Linked DNA regions of Cyprinus carpio: region 1 is linked to region 2. The links are chromatin contacts, called in public Hi-C maps. All regions are on one chromosome and are shown on one strand. The core of a region is the stretch at or near the end of the contact, and the rest is flanking DNA. Distances in the headings are between cores, read along the strand shown. Region 1 holds the start of LOC109094925 (filamin-B-like). Region 2 overlaps LOC109095392 (deoxyribonuclease gamma-like).

Region 1 (6,379 bases), core at 1,888-4,387, 89 kb after region 2:
AATAAATAAATATATTTGAAAATGCAAAAGAAATTGAAAAAGAAAGTAAATAAATTTGGTACAACAACAAATTTGCAGCTAATGTTTATGCAAAAAACAGGCCATTAAAATATGTTTCTGGCACAGAAATAATAAGAATAAAAATAAATAATAATTAATTTCCTAAAGGATCACAACATTAGAAATAATATATATTTCTAACACTGAATATGAATAAATAGGTAAAAAATAAAATAAAAATAAAAATGCATTATTAAAAAAGCAGGAGGATAAATAAATGATAAATATAATATAATATAATATAATATAATATAATATAATATAATATAATATAATATAATATAATATAATATAATATAATATAATATATAATATTAAAGTGAACAAAATGTAAAAAAAAAAATGCAATAAAAAGATGAACATTAAAATTTAAAAAAATGACAAAAAAAGGAAAAATTAAAAATTACATTTGAGACAACAAATTTACAGCTGCTCTATACAATCCGTGCAAAGGGGGCACTTCTTAAAGGTACAGCAGCAAAAACAGGCCATAAAAATATGCTTCTGGCAAAAAAAATAAAAAAGTTCAGAAAAAAAAATTGTTGCATAAACAAACAACAAAAAAAAACCTTCTTTTTGAAAAAAAATCCTTGTGCACCTTCGTACTGACAAAGTTTGTCCTCCATCCAACCCTCTCTAACTTATGCGTATTTAAATCTTAATACAGGTTACTCCCACTGCCTAAGACGAATGGAAAACTCTGATGCAGTGCATGGGTGACTAGTTATTAGGTCACTGCATTGACATGTCACGGCTCTCCAAAGACACATCAAGCTTGGGAAACTCTCTGTGCAAAGAATGATGAATAACCCAGAGCTCATGCTCTGATTCTGAGACACACAGAAACATGTACAAGTCCATCCTGACGTGTCCTCAGGCCCTCACACCTCAAGTTTCATCACAAATGTGAATGAATGAAGTTTATTTGCTCACAAACATACGTAACCAGGCAAGAACCACAAGGAAATTAGGTTGGGCGTCGCCATGGCAATGTTTGCATGTATTTTGCTTCGAGCAACTGACTGCCAAATATGGAAGAAACGTCCTGTGACCCCGACTGTACAGGTGACAGTAAGCACCTGTTCTGGTATTGAACGTATGTGCATAATCTATTTTCAGGATCTACACAAGCACTGGCACATAAAACAACAGCGACGGCGTGAGAAATCACATAAAAGCCACAAGAAATGCAGCCTGATGCATTTGGATCGGCTTCAAGAATGTCACAGGCCAGCTAAAGGTGTTTGGCACCAAACACAACCATTATGAAACTACATCTTAATATTTAAGCCTCTGGAATGCTGAAATTCTCCGGATTTCTTAATCTTAACGAACACAAGAATGTTATTAATGGTGCAACTTTCTAAAGCCAGACCAAATAAGGAAATCCTGCAGAGATGAGACGGATAATCTAGTAAGAATCAATAGACACTGGGTGGATGTTATCTCTTATCTGCTGAGAATGAATCATGTCAGCAGCTCTTTGACATGATCAAAAATACTTTTGGTTTATGATGCAACTCTGCAAACCAAAGATGTTGAGTAAGAGAAGGCTGGGAGGAGATAGAACAAAAGTTTGCTTATTATGTACTTACATATACTAAATAAATACATTTATATTAGATTTAATAATATTTTACATTTATTTTACATTTATGTAATTTATTAAATACTTATACAATTTATAAATACATAATAAATTAAATAAATAATATTTATAAATATGAATATATAATGTTTTATTTATGTTTGATTTATAATTATTATTAAATTTATTATTATGTATTTGTAATATATAATATATATATATATATATATATATATATATATATATAATATATTATATATATATATATTATATATTAAATAATAAATAATAAATAATAACAAACCCTTTATATACTGCATCTCTCTAGGTGTCACTATATATTTAATATAAAAAAGTACCAAAAACTATAGTATTACCATGATTTTTGAGGGGTATTTCTATGTTACATGTCTATAGAGCATCTTGGCGTACCATGGTACACCACAGTACTTCATCAATAAACAGACAGGGGAAAAAAAATACAAAACTACTGTGACATTAACATGTTTTTTGGGATATGGCACCACAATCATAGTGTTTTTTGACATATATCCTAGTAAAATCCATGCATTCCTTATAAAACCATCTAGAGCCATAAAAATACCATGGTACATGATTTTTAGAATGCTTTAGCAATACCGAGCTTTATCTGATACCAAGACAGAAAAGAGATATAACAACAAAAATACTTTTTTTTTTTTCACATGAACCGTGGTAAAGTCACCGAACGCTTACAAAACCCTAGAAATGTATGCATACTATATATGATACCATCAGTGCGCAATGGTTGTTTATTTAAACCAAAAAAGCAAACAATTGCAGACACTAAAAATGTAAAATATCATGGTATTTGATCTGGCTCAAAATGAAGTTCCTTGCTGTACCACACAGGGTTAATTCAGGGTGATTGAGCCACTTTCCCAGTCACCTCAATGACAAAAGTGTCCCAATTTACCGGAGTTCACCCTAAATATCATGGTGCATTACTACGAATTAGCTCCAGGACACCACAGTCATGTTACAAGGGTACACCACAGACACTTTGGTCCGGACTAGTAAGCAGAAGAAACCAAACAAACCAACGAACAACACCATCATAATATCCCCTCCCAGAAAATAAACCCCAACGCAAACGACACCTTCACCAGCTTCATCTGTCTGAAGGTGGGTCTGGCGTGATATTTTCTGTACATCTTCTTCTGGCTGAGCACCTCGAGCAGAGAGATGAGTCGCAGTCCATCGCTCAGGTCCAGCTGCAGGTCCGCGACGCGTTTGTTGACGCTCTTCAGGTGCTCGTTACACCAGCGCGTAAAAGTGTTCTGCTGGATCTTCTTCCACGGCGCGTCGTCCGCCAGGTCCTTCTCTGTGGCCGGCATGATGATTTAATACTCGTATGTTGTCTGGTTAATAACTCAGGATGTGTTTCGTGTGTCTGCGCGTTCGTGCGCTCCTGTATTCCGAACTGTTTCTGTCTCGCGGACGCGCCTGCGCGCACTGTTATATACGGCGCGCGGGTGACGCCACCTGCGCAGCATCAAACCCAACCTGCATTTCTACAACATGTCACGGCCCTTCTCTCTCCTAGTAGCTCTTTCAAAAGAAAGTGTGTGGCAAGAGGATAATTATATATATATATAAATATAAGTTAAATAAATAAAAGTCAAATAGTAAATATAAGTACATTCATACTACCTCTTGTACACTTATCTGCAATGTTGCTTGTGTTCTGTAAAACATAATAAAAATAACACAATTAAAAGAAAACTATAAAAAAATCTGGATACACTTTTGTTTTGTTTAAATTATATTAAAGCATAAGCATACTATTACTATTATCTTGCTCTGTTAGATTTTTCCTAATTTTTTTTTTTTTTTTTTTTGTAATGTGTCTTTAAAAATAAATAATAACGAAGAAGATTGAAGCATAAACTCATTTCTAATTGTAATCTAGACAAATAACAAAAAATAATAAGGAAATAAATAGACAAAAGCATCCAAGGCCACAATTATTATGTTAACATGATGTAAAACTATTTTTGTTGATTAAAATATAGCTGAGATAAAATAAAATATAAATATTATATGGAGAAAAAAAAGTGAACCAAATGAAAATTAGAAATGTTACCTTGGCAAATAACTGAAATAAGTTTAAGTTTAACCACTAAAATGACTAACTTTATATATTAATAAATATTATTTTTTTTTATAAATATATATATGAGAATGTTCTCCTAAATCAGGTGAGAAATCTGCTACAAATCAAACACTTTACAAATAAAAACAGTTCAGGATTTTGATGTGAGAGACAACAGGAGATGGACTTTTTCACTAGAGCAAGCATTATTATGGATTATGGACTCATGTTTGGACTCTCATTCTGACGGCACCCATTCACTGCAGAGGATCCATTGGTGATGCAACACAGTTTCTCTATAAATCTGATGAAGAAACAAACTCATCTACAGTATATGATATGACCTAAGGGTCAGTACATTTTCAGAAAATTGTTGTTTTTGGGTGAACTATTCCTTTAAATACAGACCAAAATAGATTTTGAAATGTTATTAAGTAAATATGAGTCGAGTTCGCTGCATGCAATGTTTGTCCTGTAATGATTTGTCTCGGCTCTTTGTTAGTTTTTAACCTCAGTGACGGTGATGATGAATCAGTCGGATGAGGAAGGCTGCATTGACTGAAGCGATAGGATTTTCATAACTGAGCTGAGTAATGTGTCTGAGGCACAGATTACAGCCTCTGTCTGTCTGTCTGGACTCAAACCCACACGCTGCTCCAAACCAGGGCCCTCAGGCGCGGCCCGACTCATCTGTTGGATGATGTATTGTAGGTAAAGCAGACTGCATGAGATCTTTGATAGTGCTGGCATCACATTTCCAGGTGCTTCTGAATCATGTTAGAGATCAGCATTTATTCAGTGTAATGGAATCAGACACATTTTCTGTCTGAAGGGCACATATTTAACAATCAATCTGTACTTTTTACTGTACTGCTTTATTTCTGAGATTCACAGATCTTTTGAGCAACACTTTTTCCAATCAGTAGTTCAGAATTTTTAAAAGGATTTTCATCTTGTGCCACTATACGTTCCTGGCACAGTTAGCTAACCGTCTGATGAATGAGAAAATACAAATTCATCATAAAAGGCATGCATTTAATTTTCTTTTTGCATCATTAAGTAAACTGATATGTTTTATTTCTTTCCATTTATATCATGTTTGATATCATATCATTACATGATATAACATAAGAATAACTTTAATCTTTAACCCCTCACCCCATAATATCAAAACATGAATACATGTATCAAGCAAAAACAAACAACCAATGTTATGTAAACCCTTGCTAACTCATTTCTAACTAAAAATTATTAACTGTTTTTCCTTGATCAATAAATATTAACTACTGCTGATTTTCCTTGCATCATCGTCAACTAAAAGACATTTCAAAGCTACACAATGTAACTTCTGGCACTTTGCATTTTTTTTGTAGACATAACTAATGTTTCATAAATTGTCCCGATAACGAAGAAAATATAAGTTTACTGGCCCTCAACTAAGCTGATCATTTATTGAACTAGCATGCTGTTCAAACTCAAAAACGCATGTTGAAACAACTGCAAATTAAGATAACAGCAGTAACATTGTATCTGTAGTTTCAGTATGACTAAATTATACTTATTTATAGACGCTGCTCGAGCATGTTCTGTAGGCTATGTATAGCTTAGTTGCTCAAATTCTCCTAAAAATGAGCAATGGAAATAGTATTAAACCGAACACAAGAACAGAGCGCGTGTGATTTTAATGCGCTTCAGTGCTGATACAACAGTAATGTTGCACAGATCTCAGCACGGGTGTGTCGAGTGTTATCAGACGGGCGAGGAGCTTCCCGTCATCGCTTCTGTCCTGAGTCAGGCCGGGTTACACGCCCATGTGTCACAGTCATGTCAAAGCGAGGCCCCCTCGGGCCCCTGAACGTGTCAGACAGGAGTCGATGAGCTCTGGTAGTGGGTGCAGACAGCTGGCACTCTATCAGGCTTCACTGAGAATGTGATTCTGCAGGAAACATGCAATCTCAAGTTTACAGATCTCTCCCGACTTCCAGACAAAAGAACAATTCAGCAAAGCTATTTGAGACATTCCACACCTCTTATCAGACACAAGGAGATGTGCTTGAGGAGGGAAAGCTTATAATATTTTCCTGAGAACAAATATATACTTTGTAAGATGCTTAATAATGCATAAAACAGAAACATAAGTTAAAATAAATAAATAAAAAAATCTTGTAAGGGCTGCCATCTTGTGTTCATTTCTACAAAAACATTTTAAGGTGAAAACACACTATGCCAACAGTTTGTTTAAAACAGTTTCAAGAAATGAGAGGTACTGTACAGTATATCCACCTTGTTTTGCAGTTTGCAATATCAAGCAGCATAAAGGAGTGTTTTTGTAATAACTAGAAACTAATGACACCGGAAGCAGCGCACATACATTACATTGGTGAATGTTTGCTTGCTAAATAATGATAAATCCATACAGAAAACTTACATTTTATATTCTTATATATTAAAAAACATGATATAGGTGTTGCCCGAAAAGAATCAAACTAGTCAAGGAAAGTGAAGCTGTTTTATTGAAGTCATGCACATCACACTTGTTAGTGCAAATACCCTTTATCTGTATTCCAGAAGCTCTTGTTATATCATTCTCTTTACAA
Region 2 (6,571 bases), core at 1,311-3,810:
TCCATTTTAGCGTTTTGGAAACATTGTTGTTACTTTTAAATGTTCTCTGAACATTCTGAAACAAGTAGTAACATTAAAAAGAAACAGATAAACATTTCACTAAAACGTTCCGTGAATGATGTATGAATAATATTTTGTGCTATTAACATTATTAAAGACCAGATAACTCTGAACAAACGTTTCATTAATGTTACTGAAAGATTGTTTGCTCATAACTATGCCAAAACTTTCTGAGAACATTCCTTTTTAGCTGGGTTAATGTCTGCCATACTGGGTTTTATAATATTCACTGCCTCAACAATAAAATCAACAATCCATAAAATCTATTTCATATACTGTCTAATAGTACAGCAACATGTTAGTATTCTAAGCACACCTGCGGAATAAATTCCTTCTTGTTCATGGTCTTCTGCGCACCTGGTTTCACTCTCAAAGCGTCTCTGGTTTCCTCTGAGTTCCTGTTTCCTCACTCAGTTTTCTAATTTTGTCAGAACTTCATCATCATGGGGGATTTCAACGCCGCCTGCGGTTACATTCCAAAGAGACAGTGGGTGAACATCCGCCTGCACTCTGAAACTGAGTTTGTGTGGCTGACAGGTGACAAGCTGGACACGTCGGTGAAGACATCGACCACATGTGCTTATGACAGGTAGACAGATAACACTGCATTTGTTCTATACATCTGACTTGGCGACTATGATAATTTCACGAACTGACAACCTTGTTGGTTTTGGAACAACATTCTATTAGCCAGTCAGATTTTAGGGTCAGGTTACATTAACATTTATGCATTTAGCATGCACTTTTATCCAAACAGACTTGTATTGCATTCACATTTTCCCAGTTCATGCTATTGCTGGGAATCGAACCCATGACCTTGGAGTTTATAGCCTTAGTAAGAAGTGTGCTGGAAGTTGTGACGAGTTAATCGAGTTTTACTAGTGTATTATGATTTGCTGATGTATTTGGCACACTTCTTGAGGGTCTAAAGTGAAAGTGTATGACTTTCATCTGATGTTATGAAGGACAAACATCCCCTAACGTCTCAGATAACGTCATGTGATGACCAACACATTCCCATTTTCTTGTGCTGCAGGGTCGTCCTCCGTGGAGAGAAGATGATTGAGGCTGTGAATCCTGAATCTGTGGAGGTGTTCAACTTTAAAGAGGAATTTGGCCTCACTGAGCAGGAGGTAAATATATTCTAATGAGATTCTAATCTGTTCTGCTGTTTGGGTTCTGTAAGATTTTTGTAATGTATTTAAAACAAGTCTCTTCTGCTCACCAAGGCTGCATTTATATAATCAAAAATACAGTAAAATTGTAAAATATTTTTTCAATTTAAAAGAGCTGTTTTCTATTTGAATATATTTTAAAATGTAATTTATTTCTGTGATCAAATCTGAATTTTCATCATCATTACTGCAGTCTTCAGTGTCACATGATCTTCAGAAATCATTCTAATATACTGATTTGATGCTCAAGGAACATTTCTGATTATTATCAATGTTGAAAACAGTTGTGCTGATTAATATATTTGTGGAAACATCTGGCATTTAGTTTAAATAGAAATCATTTGTAACATTACAAATGTCTTTAAAGCCAGCTTTGATCAATTTAAATCATCCTTGCTGAATAAAAATATAAACTAATTTCCTTAATCATTTTACTGACCCCAAACTTTTGAACGATTGTGTGTTTATGTCAAAAGTAACAAAAAAAGAAATCTCTGAGCTCTGAAGAAAAAAGTTTAAACAAAATTGACAAATGACAAGATTAAGGGAGACAGGGTACTTATTAATATTAACTCATTTAGCAGACGCTTTTATCCAAAGTGACTTACAAATGAGGACAGCAGAAGCAATCAACTGTAGTATTAAAATAACTAAAACAGATCCAAAACTAAAAGCTAAAACTTTATAGGTTATATATATATATATAGGTTATATCTCAGTTACGCTTTTTTCTGCAGTAGTTGTGCGTAATCTCTATTGGCCAGAAATATTTAATATTTAGCCTTTTCATAAATCGCTCAAAGTTGTTAAGTGCAGATATGTTGTATAATATGTCATTATATGTCATAAACTTGATAAAATATTCATTATGAGTAAGCTGTGACAACTTGCCCGGGTCAGTAAAGGAGACACTAACAGCTGTGTGTCTGTTCTACAGGCTCTGGCAGTGAGTGATCATTTCCCGCTCTGCATCACAGTAAATCAAGCACAGAGGAAAGGATAACAACCTTCTCCATTTACACTTTACTGCTCGCCTGCTTCATTAGTCCTACAGATGAGAATGAGAAACAGCTTATAGGAAAATGAACGAATTCTAACTATCTTTGATGTAGAAATCGAGTGTTCAGTGCTTTATTTGTTGACTGTGTTTTTGTAGAGAAGAACAGAAATGTTTGATTGAATGATAATGACAAGCTTCCAGTGCTTGTTAATTATGAACCAGCGGTCTGTAGTGTTGGTTTACTGGTTGCTGTGAGACACTAGAGTTAGTTTGCAAGTATGTTTCCACTGTAACCCGTCTCCATTTCTCCATTAATTAACTCTGTGCACCACAACACCTGTATAAGTGCTTCATATTGACATTTGCATGTATGCTTATCTGATTTATTTCATTTTAATAAAAGATTTACTCGAGTAAAAGACACAGAGTATTAGATTTAAGGTGAATCCGTCTGTTCAAGTTCAATGGGGTGAGAAAACATTCACTGGTGTTTCATCTGAGTTGATCAGTCACTGTGGGAATATTAAAAAAGCCATTCCTGGCATAGAAAGTGTTTCTTACGATCCCAGATCTCCCATAGGCTGGTGTTTTACAGTCAATCTCATAGTCACCTGAAGAAACAAAGCCAGTTGAGTGCTTGACATAACATGCAACCATTTTTATAATAATCCTACTGATAATATTTGTTTTTATATAAACTACCATTCAAAAGTTTGGGGTCAGTAAGATTTATTTTTATGAAAGAAATTAATATTTAATAAATAAATACTTCATCTTCCAGGCCAGCCACGTGTAGGCCTCCTTCAGGATATATATATAAATCGTTTTGTCTGAACTAACCCTTTAAGCGGGTGTTGTAATCCTCAGATTTTTCCTGAAGGAGGCAGCAGAACATTATTCTGAACATGATCAGCCAGTGAGTGACAATGGAAGTTAATAATCCTAAATGACAAGCTAACTAACTCACATTGACTTCATCCCGCCTATACAAAGCAAAGGAAATCATGAATATTGAGCAAGACCTTTGGAACTACAAACATGCATGTTTATATGTTATCCAGGGTCGTTTCTACGGTAACAATGGAACATTTCTCAATCAAGGTGGCCAATGCACCTTCTGTTATTGGAATTCTAAACAGAACAGAGTTCCCCAGTTAAAGGAACAGTTCACTCAAAAAGACATTTGATCCTTTACACTCCCCCTCAGAGAATGTTGTAAAAGAAAATTCTGAAAGTTTCACTCTCAATAAATAATGAGGCTGTAGATTCTTTAATCTTGAATTCTTTATTCCAGTCAGTTTTAATAAGCAAAATGTACATCGAATCTATTCACGTGTTTCACAATAAGGCACCAACGGCTAAACACAAAATACAGTTAATGTCCCCTCTTGCCCTTAAAACACTTACAAAATACTTCACCACTGGAGTATCAAAACTAGCAGAATTAAGACAGAGAACGTGAAAGACCTGCATAAATCTATTACTGTGACTTTTGTGTATTAGCGTCTTCATAAAGCCAGAAAATCAGATCTTTTGGTCTTTAGGGCTTTATGTAAACTGTTCAATGAAACCCGTTGAGATGAATACACTCAATGAATGCACTTCGCTTGATTTGAAGTGATGCATGATGCTTTGATTTATGAGCGAGTGAACATCACAGTTCCGTTTATGCACTGAGAATCAAACAGACATGGATAGGTTATAATATGTGCATTAAAAGTGTCAGTTTTGTTAGAAAGAGACGAGCGATTAGAGTCAATATCAGTAGTAAAGAGACGTTTGGGCGTGAAACCCTGATCGGTTTGTTCATACACCGTCTTTTAACTTTTCAACACTCATCTTTAGACTTGCAATGCTGAACTAAATTGAGAAATAGAAGTAATGTACAATTCATGCATCATAACAACATGCCATTAACGTCACATTCCAGTCAAAAACCTGATCAAGTGCAAAGTTCAACAGAATGAAGAAGCTCTTCTAGTTGTTTTTGTACAGTGTCTTTCTCTCCGTCAGCAGTGTTTCTGATTAACCGCAGGGAATTATGGGACGGTGACTTGGAACGGGGAGCCTGGGATGTGTTCATCTCCCCATTTGACAGCCAGAATGTAGTTGCCCCTCTCCTTTAAGACGTAGCTGACATTGTACTGCATGTTTCCCATGTGTTTGACCAGGATCTCCTCGCAGGGAGTCAGAGGACCGTGAACGCCGACCAGGAGCATGTTCTTCCCTGAAATACAAGGATACAGCAGACAACAAATGGTGAAACACAATTATGCCCTGTATAAGATGCAGTTCTGCCAATACTGCCATGATAGAGTGTTAATCAATCAACCAACAAATCATTTATATGATCATATATCATTTGTTAATTGGGGTTTTAACATGAATGGAACTACATGATAATATACCTACGTTCTCAAAGAACATAGGCTTTATATATTTATATATTTATTTATTTATTTATTTATTTATTTATTTATTTATATTTATATAAAATGTATATAATCACTTCAGCTCCATTACTGAACACCATCATTACATGAAGACTTCACTCTGTTACTGGGTGGATCAAATTAAAATATCATGCTTTTTAATTGAGTTGACACAAATTAAGTTATGAAGTGAATAAATGTACATTTTTAGAAAAAAAAACATTTTCAGAAAAACCTGTTTTAAAACATGGTTTGTCCCTCATCTCATCAATCACTGAAATAAATGTTTTATATAAATGTATATAAAATAAAAAAAATTAAAAAACATTGTATTCTTCTTCTTATTATTATTAATAATGTATTATATAGTGAAATTTACTAAAATGACTCCTCATTTATCCATTTTCCAAACTATGTATCCTCTGTAGGGTATTTATTTTAGAGGATGTAATATATAATTAATGAACCTCATCAGCTTTTTGTTGAATGCATATGCATTTGTTTCTAGTGATAAACTTTCATCATTTAATTAACTTTTTGAGTTCATCTCGCTCATGCTCAGGTTGTTCTGAATAACCCGAGATCTCACCTGCTTTACTGCAGTCCACAGAGAAAGACGCTTTCTGGCCCACGAAGGCCTTGCTGAGCCCCGGACCTCGACTGAGAACCTTACTGGCGTCAGACGCGGCTCTGGGAGAGGCGCTGTAGGAGTTGACGCTGCTCGCCCGGCTCACCGGATCCACCATCAGAGTGGACATCTCACTGGCGTTCGTCACGTTCACCAGCCGCGGCCCTGAACACCAGACAAGCCCATCTCAGTCCATCATCACCCAACAACATCACTTCAGTTCAGATCAGTCCGCTTCTGCTCACCTGTGACTTTGGCCTTAAATGGGCTTCCGGTGATGTGGTTGGGGCCGCCATATTTGATAGTGATGACGTAGTTTCCAGGGGCCATTGGTGTGTAGTGCACTTTAAAGCCTTCGGGACACTCCTGACACTCCATCTTGACCTTGGACGGGCCCTCGATGGTGACGCCCAGAGATCCCGGCCCCGCTTTGGTGTTATTGATGATAAACTCTGCCTGGTTACCTGTCAGACGAGACGTGAGAGTCAGCATGACGTGAGTGTGAGAATGTAGGATGGTGTATTTTGCATGTTTTATGACAACTACAATATTCTCACCCCCTTTCCCCTCACACACAACAGTTTTCACATCCTCGAGAAAATAACACTCTTTAGAATAACATAATACTACTACCATCCTTTTCTACTTAGTATGTAGTGTGTGCAGTAGGCTTTATGCATGCAAACTAAAACTACTGCATTTGCCAAATTGCATAGTGAAAAACATACATCCAAAGTGATACCATAAAAACAGAAATTTATTTTCCAGCAAAAAATAAATAAATAAATGACTGAAAGTTCGATTTTGTATTAAGTTGACATTTTAAGACAAAACTGGATTTAAATGCAAAAATTATAACTGAAGGCATTTGCTGAGTTAAACAAGAAACCATGTGATTAAATTTATAAATATAAATGCATTATTAATTGATATTATTAAATTATATATAAACAGTATTTTAATTATAATATAACATAATAAATGGTCAAATTTATTAAAATTAATGTATTATTAATTTAGATTATTAAATGATATATAAATATATAGTTATTTATAGTTATTAATAATTTAATATAACATGAGATCAAATTTATAAATATAAATGTATTAATTTATATTATTTAATGATACTTAAATATTAATTTATTTGGTTATTTAATAATATAATATATGAATTAAATATGAGGTCAGATTTATAAATATAAAGATGCTTTTAATTTATATAATTTAATTGCATTTAAATGTATATAAACTGATTTATTTAGTTAATTTGAAT

The links. Hi-C and Micro-C count contacts between places; a contact is called where the count stands out from the background.
Region 1: a contact with region 2 is called in a Hi-C map of liver, with 3 times the contacts expected there. The contact joins the promoter of LOC109094925 here to the enhancer-like site in region 2. A contact is called at or near these places in 4 of 8 Hi-C or Micro-C datasets (liver and skeletal muscle).

What each region holds. Positions count from the first base shown.
Region 1 is chrA11:23,365,326-23,371,704 of ASM1834038v1, forward strand. It overlaps LOC109094925 (filamin-B-like), which reads right to left and starts at 3,138. Exons shown (of 48, transcript XM_042766876.1): 1 at 2,724-3,138; 2 at 871-876. The coding sequence starts at 3,024. It overlaps LOC109098628 (sarcolemmal membrane-associated protein-like), which reads right to left. Exons shown (of 21, transcript XM_042766882.1): 21 at 6,273-6,379.
Region 2 is chrA11:23,277,086-23,283,656 of ASM1834038v1, forward strand. It overlaps LOC109095392 (deoxyribonuclease gamma-like), which reads left to right. Exons shown (of 8, transcript XM_019109102.2): 6 at 492-649; 7 at 1,097-1,193; 8 at 2,173-2,648. The coding sequence ends at 2,238. LOC109094925 (filamin-B-like) reads right to left here. Exons shown (of 48, transcript XM_042766876.1): 46 at 5,541-5,759; 47 at 5,257-5,460; 48 at 3,502-4,462. The coding sequence ends at 4,275. Among protein-coding and RNA genes, the nearest start is that of LOC109095392, 5.2 kb to the left of the region's middle. Within about 2 kb of position 2,561, at least 1 of the 8 cell types and tissues checked has an H3K27ac peak or open chromatin away from gene starts, as enhancers often do. A contact at or near this core is called in liver, where this site is marked.